2 separate regions of the Anser cygnoides genome follow, and region 2 is linked to region 1. A link is a contact called in public Hi-C data. All regions are on one chromosome and are shown on one strand. The core of a region is the stretch at or near the end of the contact, and the rest is flanking DNA. Distances in the headings are between cores, read along the strand shown. Region 1 has its middle 26 kb from the start of TBL1XR1. Region 2 overlaps TBL1XR1 (TBL1X/Y related 1).

Evidence for each region. A called contact is a pair of places that touch in the nucleus more often than the background predicts.
Region 2: a contact with region 1 is called in a Hi-C map of fetal liver, with 2.1 times the contacts expected there. The contact joins two enhancer-like sites. A contact is called at or near these places in 3 of 7 Hi-C or Micro-C datasets (fetal liver and liver).

Annotation. Positions count from the first base shown.
Region 1 is chr9:19,984,187-19,988,070 of Taihu_goose_T2T_genome, reverse strand. No RefSeq gene overlaps it. Among named protein-coding and RNA genes, the nearest start is that of TBL1XR1, 26 kb to the left of the region's middle. Within about 2 kb of position 1,835, at least 2 of the 3 cell types and tissues checked have open chromatin away from gene starts, as enhancers often do. A contact at or near this core is called in fetal liver, where this site is marked.
Region 2 is chr9:20,082,830-20,086,713 of Taihu_goose_T2T_genome, reverse strand. It overlaps TBL1XR1 (TBL1X/Y related 1), which reads right to left. Exons shown (of 17, transcript XM_067002769.1): 3 at 2,582-2,649. LOC125182254 (a long non-coding RNA gene) reads left to right here. Exons shown (of 3, transcript XR_007161616.2): 2 at 3,853-3,884. Among named protein-coding and RNA genes, the nearest start is that of TBL1XR1, 73 kb to the right of the region's middle. Within about 2 kb of position 1,858, at least 1 of the 3 cell types and tissues checked has open chromatin away from gene starts, as enhancers often do. A contact at or near this core is called in fetal liver, where this site is marked.

The DNA.
Region 1 (3,884 bases), core at 586-3,085:
TGAGGCAGAGCCCAGGTTCCCTTCCTCCGGCACAGAAGCCAAAGGCTCCCCTGCCATTGCCGACTGCAGGGGTAGCCGGAGCAGTCCCCCGGGCCTCGTGGAGTATTATCCAACGTTATACAAACCGAGCGCTGGCTCTGTAAAAAGGGAAGGATTTACATTTGGCTAACATTTCCAAGGAGCCAATATTTCCCTGTTACTTACCCATGGTTTGTGAACACAAACCTCACACAGCTGGTACCTCCGCTAATGATCCCATTACAATATGTATCGAGCTGATACCCGGTGATATCTCATTGCGGTACTCATCCATGTCGGAAAGGATTTGTCCATAAAAACATCTCCTCTCGTACCGTCGTAGGATGCTGCATTCATTCCCGCTTTCCCTATCATCTGATGCTGCCTAATCCCACTCAGTGACATCAATCACAGGGGGAAAATAAGACAATTAACTGGCAATTAATTAAATTATAAACTGTAAGGAAGAGCAGAATATTTGTAAACCTTAATAGCCTTATTAACATGCCCATTACAAGCTAGCTGCGCACTCATAGGGCCACAGATGACTTTATACACACATGACACCGCACAGGCTTTAATCCCAGGCTAAGAGTTGCTCACCTGGAAGGAGCCTGCCCAGCCTGTATGGCCCAGCACAGCACAGCTGCTTCGCACCTTCCCTCCAGCAGCAGGCTGGAGTAAAAGGGCACCAGCCCCACGCCGCACCGTGCTGCACAACTCCTGCATCATGGGGAGCCCAGCGGCGGTGCCCCTGCTCTGCTCAGGCTGGAAAGGCAGGGAGGTGGCCGTTTTCTACAGAAGTGATATTTCCTGCACAAAGCTGGCCCCTGCGAGGCAAGGGCAGAGGGACTGGGCTCAAAGCTCCCGCGGAGGCCCAGCAGATAAGCAGGCACGCGCGTGTTTTCAGGCAGTGTTTGCTTTCTTCAAGAAAGCTCCTGAGTCACCCTGTGTTCTGCTGGTGACAGACTCCTGAAAGGAGGAACCTGCGTGCTGACACTGCCAGACCGTCTGGGCGAGTGTTTTAATGCCTCCAGTAACGACGCCTGACCTCTGTTTACAAGTCAGAGAATCATGACAGGATGAAAAACAAAACAGCAAAGCAACCCGTGAGTGCGAGCATAAAGCTGGAGCCAGCCCTAACTGAGGTCCTGGGACCTACGGCATTGCCGTGGTCATTTCGCCACAGCATCAAGGCACAGTGCTTGGGTCCCCCGTGTGTAACCTTCACGGGCGAGTATTCGCTCTCCATCACGCTATTGCTGTAATATTTTTGTCTTGGAAAGGTGACTGAATCTAACATTCATTTAACCCTTGACCTTTTCCAAGTCTTGTCGTTCCATAGGAAGTATCTTGCGAAGCGATGTGGGAGAATGACCTACTAAAGCGGGGAGATCCGAGTGCAGAAGACGCACTGAGCTGTAAATCAGGTTTGCCCCCCAAGGCAGGCCTCACCTAACGGGGCTCTGCCATCCTCCCTCTCAAAATCCGCTGCATCCCAGACCTCAGCTGTGTTAACTCTGGTTCCAGTCCAGTGTTATTTCTGTAACATGCGAACTGGGATGACATGCACCCAGCCCGTTCGTTTATTTGCGGAGCGTGGACTGCTGACCGATAGCCAAGTGCTAATAAAAGCAGCGCTCTCCCTCCTGTGCCACTCCGTGCCGTGTACCGGAGGCAGGCCGGACCTCTGGGCATACCGTGCTCGCTGTGAGCAGCCCGGGGTCATAAACCAGCAGCAGCTGAAGATTTTCATTCTTAATTTCGAAGGAGCCGCATCGCCACGTTGTTTTCTCTCCCAGCTCGGCTCTATATTTAGCTGGGGATTCTGTCCTCGGCGTATTCTGTCGGGGAGGCTGCTCGCTAACGCTGCTCCGCTGCCTGTGCGCTGCCCCCCTTGTCGCTCCGCCGGCTGCTCCCGGGAGGCACGAGGCAGGCAGATGGGACAGAAGCTGAGAGGTTTCGTTCACAGCTACGAGGGAGGAGGAGGACGACGAGCACTTCCATGCCCACCCCAGGAGCTGCGGTGCCAGGGGATGGCTGGAACTTGACGCCTGCCGGTGCTGGGATCCCCCACGTCCTCCTGCAGCGTTCGGTGTTCAGTAACGTGCCCGGCGAGGACGTTACAGCGCCAAGAATCCCAACCAGACGGGACATCGGTCGCTTTAAAAATAGCCCACGGTGAAGCTCCAGGAAACCGTGATGACCAGGGGCCAGACCCAGACTTGCTCACCTCAGCTCACGTCTGGGGTAATGCTGACCTTGGTGGAGTCGCACGGGGCTGGCAGTGAGATCAGAATCTGGCCCAAATCACTTGGCCTCCTGCTGCACCCCATGTTGTAACTATCCCTGATGTTGACACATTCAGCTTGCCACTCATTTGTGGGACTAATTACACATTCACATTTGTCTGCACTCGCTCGGCTCCTAGCAACTGCAGTCACAGTCCTAATTAAAATAATAGACTGAGATTGGTAACATTACTGATTTAACAGGAAATTAGAAGAGTTACGTTCGCAGAGCTTAGGTAATTGACACCAACAGCACTTTTCTTGTAATGTGCATTCTGTGATTGATTTCATTCCCCAGTCAGACCTAAAAGCAGTTTGGGAGCACATCCTACCATCAGATTACAGTGCCGAGGAATTAAATGACTATTACACCACTGCCTGCTCCAGAGCTGGCAGCTGTGGGCTTGAGCATGGCTTTGAGCTTCCAAACCAAACATTAGACCAAAAATTGTTAGCCTAATGTAAAACAAAACATGTTCAGCACAACGTGTTCAGTTCCCCTTTTAAGAGCTTCCCTGCAACTGCTCCGCTGGCAGCGCTCCTTCCTGGGAGAGGGCGGCCATCGGCACAGGGGCAGCTCGTGTGGTTTTGGTTGTCTTAAGCACTGAGTCCCTCAAAGCAGGACGTGGCCTCGAGTTCTGCGAGTTCCCCAAGGCAGATGAAAGGCTTCCTGCGCACCACTGGCAGTGGCAATGGTCCTGGTCTGGTCCTACAGTGGTGGAGCTGAGGGCAGGAGCTGATCAGGAATGCTTAAGGCGTGTAAGATTTCAATGTCGCTTTGAAGAGAGAAGCCCCTGCTGTACTAAGCCCATCCTGCAGCTCGCTCCACACGAAGAAGTTGTGTGCACAGAGAAAACTGCAAGGCAGCAATACGCTTACAGAAAGGAAAGGAAAGCAGAAAAGTAGTTGTTTCAAAAATGAGGTGACTGGTTCGGTATCAGTAGTTGTAACAGAGGCTGATATCTTGATGTAATCTGTCTTCTTGGATGTTGGGGCCACCAGGGCAGAAGGGTTTCAGATCTGACCTCCCCTGTCACATATCCTTTAATTCCTTCCAGTTATAGTGCTGTGTTGCCCAGTGAGTTCCCTATATTGTGTTGCATTGGGTAGTCAGTTCCTTTCAGAAAGTCCTTATTTGAAGACACCAAAATGGAGACCCACCTCTACCCTTGGTAGCTTCATCCAACTGCCAGGCATTTCCAAAAGGGGTTCTGGTCAGCTCCATCATTCTCTGCTACTTGCAGGAGCTCTGAGTCATGCTGTTACTGTGGCAGTATGGTCACTACTAAGCAGCATTTACAAACCGACATTCAACACATCCAACGCTGCCCACACTGCCTTATAGCTTATATACACCAAGATATATCACTCATGTCTGCGTACCTGTAGATTTAGACACTGCTTTTCAAAGTGTGCATAACTGCTGACTGCTTCTGAAGAAATGCATTGTCTGTAAATTATTGTGAAAACTGTGTATGAAATGCCAAAATTGCATCAACTTGGAAGTATATTAGTTACTTAATAGTCATATGCTCCCATGGGCTCCTTTCTATTTGTGGACTCAGAAATGTGCTG
Region 2 (3,884 bases), core at 609-3,108, 99 kb before region 1:
GTGTTTTAAAAGAAAACTATTTACACTTCCGTATAGCACCTAGCATATATATATATATAAAAAATGTACCAAAGCAACCTGTTGTACAGAACGTTTTTGTGACGGAAGCACCCTTCAAAGCTGTATACAAATGCTTACATGAATGTCTATACACATACACCAAAAAACTTTAAAATTTTAAACTGATTGTTTTGTACAATAGATCCAAGAGAGTCTACTAAAGAAACTATTGTAAAATGGGTTGAAAAAGTCTCAATGGATCCAGTTCAGACAAGAGGTTCAAAACCAAGACATTTCCTCTTCTTTCTCACTGCTTAGGGCAACATCAAACATCTGTACTCACAAATTTTTTAATTAATTCCCCTTGAAACAAACTATTTAAAACCTGAAGACACATCATCTACATGATAAGTACTCCCCCCTCCATTAAAAGGCGGTATTTTGAATTAAACAGTCTCCTCTGCTGGTGTAGTTAGAAACATGATCATGGTTTCATGTTTTGTTTAGAGAAAACAGTTCCTCTCGGAAGAGTTAAACATCAGCAGAGATGGAAATGTATCATGGCTTATAACTGGAGGCTACTATTACATAAGCAGCTGCAGTGAAATTGTCTTCAAGTTGTCCCACAAGTGACCTCTATGCTATCTTTTGCAGAATTAAGCTACCACATTAACTACTGCTAGTTCAGATTTAAAGAAACTTGGTAGGACCGCTTTTGAAAAAAAGAAACCCGCTCTGCTAGATTATCTTTACCTCACCTCCAGCACAGGAATCACAGGTTCTATACGTGAAAAATTCTGCTCACCCATTTCCAGTAATAGGAGTGTTATTTGAAAATAAAGAGATGATAGAGGTGAAGAAGTCCGTGACTTTGTCAGATTACATTATACTTTAATAAGGACTGCACAAATTGCTCGCAACATTTTGAAAAATTCTCTGTATTTTTCAGACTCCAAAGAGCTCCCATCATCTTTTCTTACAATATTTATAAAGCTGAGATGTTTTTACTTTACAGAATTGCCTTTTAATATTGAGTAACGCTACTCAAACCTTCATGATGCCATTTCTCTAGAATAAATCTGAAAGCCTATTTTTCTTCCACTCCAAGATTTAGAAACAAATTCAAGTCTACATGCGTTATTTAGGCATGCTCAAGGTATTATCTACCTATAAGGCTGGAAAACACACACTGTGAATACTACCATGCCCAAATATTTTAGCTGTACCACCCTAACGCAATGACAACAGGGAAAATAATTTCAGTCTTTACACCCATTCACTTGCATCTTCTAATGGCAACCAACACAGCTGGACCTACTACTAGTTTCTTAGGTTGACTAGGGAATCCCATTAGGAAATTTGTGTGTACCCCATCTTGTTTTTAGAAGATGGAAAGGAACTTGTGAAAGTATAAGGAGCTATGGATTAATCCAGAAGAATATTTCAAACTTGTTACAGTCCCGTTGACTTCAATTGCTTAAGTGATTTGTTGGAGCACAGCCAGTACAATAGTACCTTGCAAGAGCAAGGCCATAAAGAACAGTCAGCAATTTCCTTTTCTAGGTTGTGGGGGCCTACTTGCCAGATAAGGCTTTTTAAAACCAACTCCCTCTGTCTTTGAGTGCCCTCTATAGACCTAAGATAGTACACAAGGAGGGCTTGCTAAAAAACTTTCAGGGACAGTGATTTAAAAAAGAAAAAAGAAAGAAAAGACATCTGCTACACCCACAAGCCATTTGTTAAATTACAGCATATATTAACAATTCTACAGATACAAACGCAGTATCAGCTAGCTGCTGCTGAAAGAACAAATACTCGATTGTGCTCTTGCACAATGCGTAAGCACTGCTGTTGCTAGACGGGTTCAGAATGAATTTTCCCTTTAGTAGAAGTAAGGTAATCTCGTCTGCCTTGCAACTCTAGCCATGTAGGACAGAGAAGACTGAAGATAAGAAAGTACGTTTAAGAAAAGTATGCAAAGTCTAGAGGAGTGATAGAGGGATTACAGTTACATACATTTTAAGCAAACAATTGCAAAATCATTACTATACATTAAACTTAAAAAGAGTCTGATAACAGCACACGGTCTGGGTATTTGCCCTCTGAACTACATACTCATATTTTCCGTTAGGAAGCCAAGACGTTAGTACTTGGAAGAAGAAAAAATAAAACACACCACCAAACCCATACGACAATGAAACCCCAGTAACTTTTGCCTTTGTTGTTGTTGTTGTTGATACACACTAATGATCCACGTATCAAGTAGACATAGCTTTTACAAGATGTTTTGTCAAAAGGTCTATTTATTAATATTTCCATGCTGTGAATTGATGCGTTATATTGTAACAACTCTCAATAAAATGAATATGGATTTACACATTAGACAATAACAGCTCCAAGAGGAGCTGTTAAAATACTGTTGAGTAAAAGAAGGCTTAATGTAGAGATTCAGTGGACTGCAAAAACTGATACCTAAAAAATACTGTAAATGCATGTAACGGTAATTACTAATACTAAATTGTACCAAATTATCAGTCCACTTTTATGACAAATAAATAGATAAATCATTGAGTGTCCTTACCAGAACTACTCTCTGAAACCCCACAATATTGTGATGTGGCAGCAGTACAGCCCTTGGTATTACACCACCTGTAACACAAACCATATTATGATAGTTTCTATCAATATTTATTTTAATGGATGAAAAAAGGATAAAAGCTATTTTTCTACCAGTCTTTCTACTGAAAGCATTAAAACAACATTCAGTTTCCTAGGGATTACAACATATGTTTACATAACAAAATAAACGAACAAAAATTAAAGACCATCTTCGGATTACTTACATGGAATGTGTTAAAAAAAATTATAGGCACAGTTTCAACTCCACTCTCTTCTCACCCTTAGCTGAAAACAAAACCCTAGCACAGAACAGAGCATTAGCTGTAATGGAATTTCTGTTCTTTTTGGCTGCTCATATTGACAATTGGGAGCTTTATGAGAATCCAGATTAAAGTTTACAAACTGCTAAGTATCGATGTGGTAGCTTTTCCAGTGCTAGCTGAAGTACACAACTAAAACGTTTCAACAGCAAGATGAAAAACAGGAATCACAAGGCCACAATCAAACCATCCAGTGTTTTTCAGAATTGACTATCCTGGATCTGAGTTTAAAATAAACAAATTAAAAAGAGCATGAAATATGAGAGAATCCTTACAAAACCCTCATGGAGTCGATTTCCACAAGCGACTTCAAAGCTTAAACGCTCCCTAGGAGTTAAGTACCTCATACACCTGTGATCAGAACAATTACTGATCGTGCATTCACGTAACACAGCGGTTCCTACCACGGATATTCATTGCTTTATAATGATTTCATCTGTAATCTTACAGAAATTACGGGATTTCGAGGGAGGCTTGAAGGTAAGGGTGTAGTAACACTGTCTGGGCACAGCAGCAGCAGCCGCCACGTATCCCAAACCTGCTGTTTGAATCAGTTCTTAGCAAAACAGAAAACCTTGCCCCAAGATGGAAGAAGATAGGGAAAACAGCAAACTATTTTTTAAGTACTAAACTCCAGCCACAAAAGCTCACAAAATACATCACAGATAACAGCAAAACTTCCCAGAGACCTCCTTCAAACATTAAAACAAGGACTAAAACCAAGAAAGGCAACTCATGCCTTAAACAGCACGTATCATTAAAACTTCACATCACTTTCAAAACAATCACTAAGAAACCCTCCATTATTTAGTCTGTTACCAAGTTTAATAACATCAGATTTTTTTTTTTGCTTGTTTTGACCAAGAAACTGCAGAATATGCTAATGTTCCTTTTCCGTATTTAAATTCCCCAGAGATTCAAGTAATCCAGGATCTGCTCTTCTTT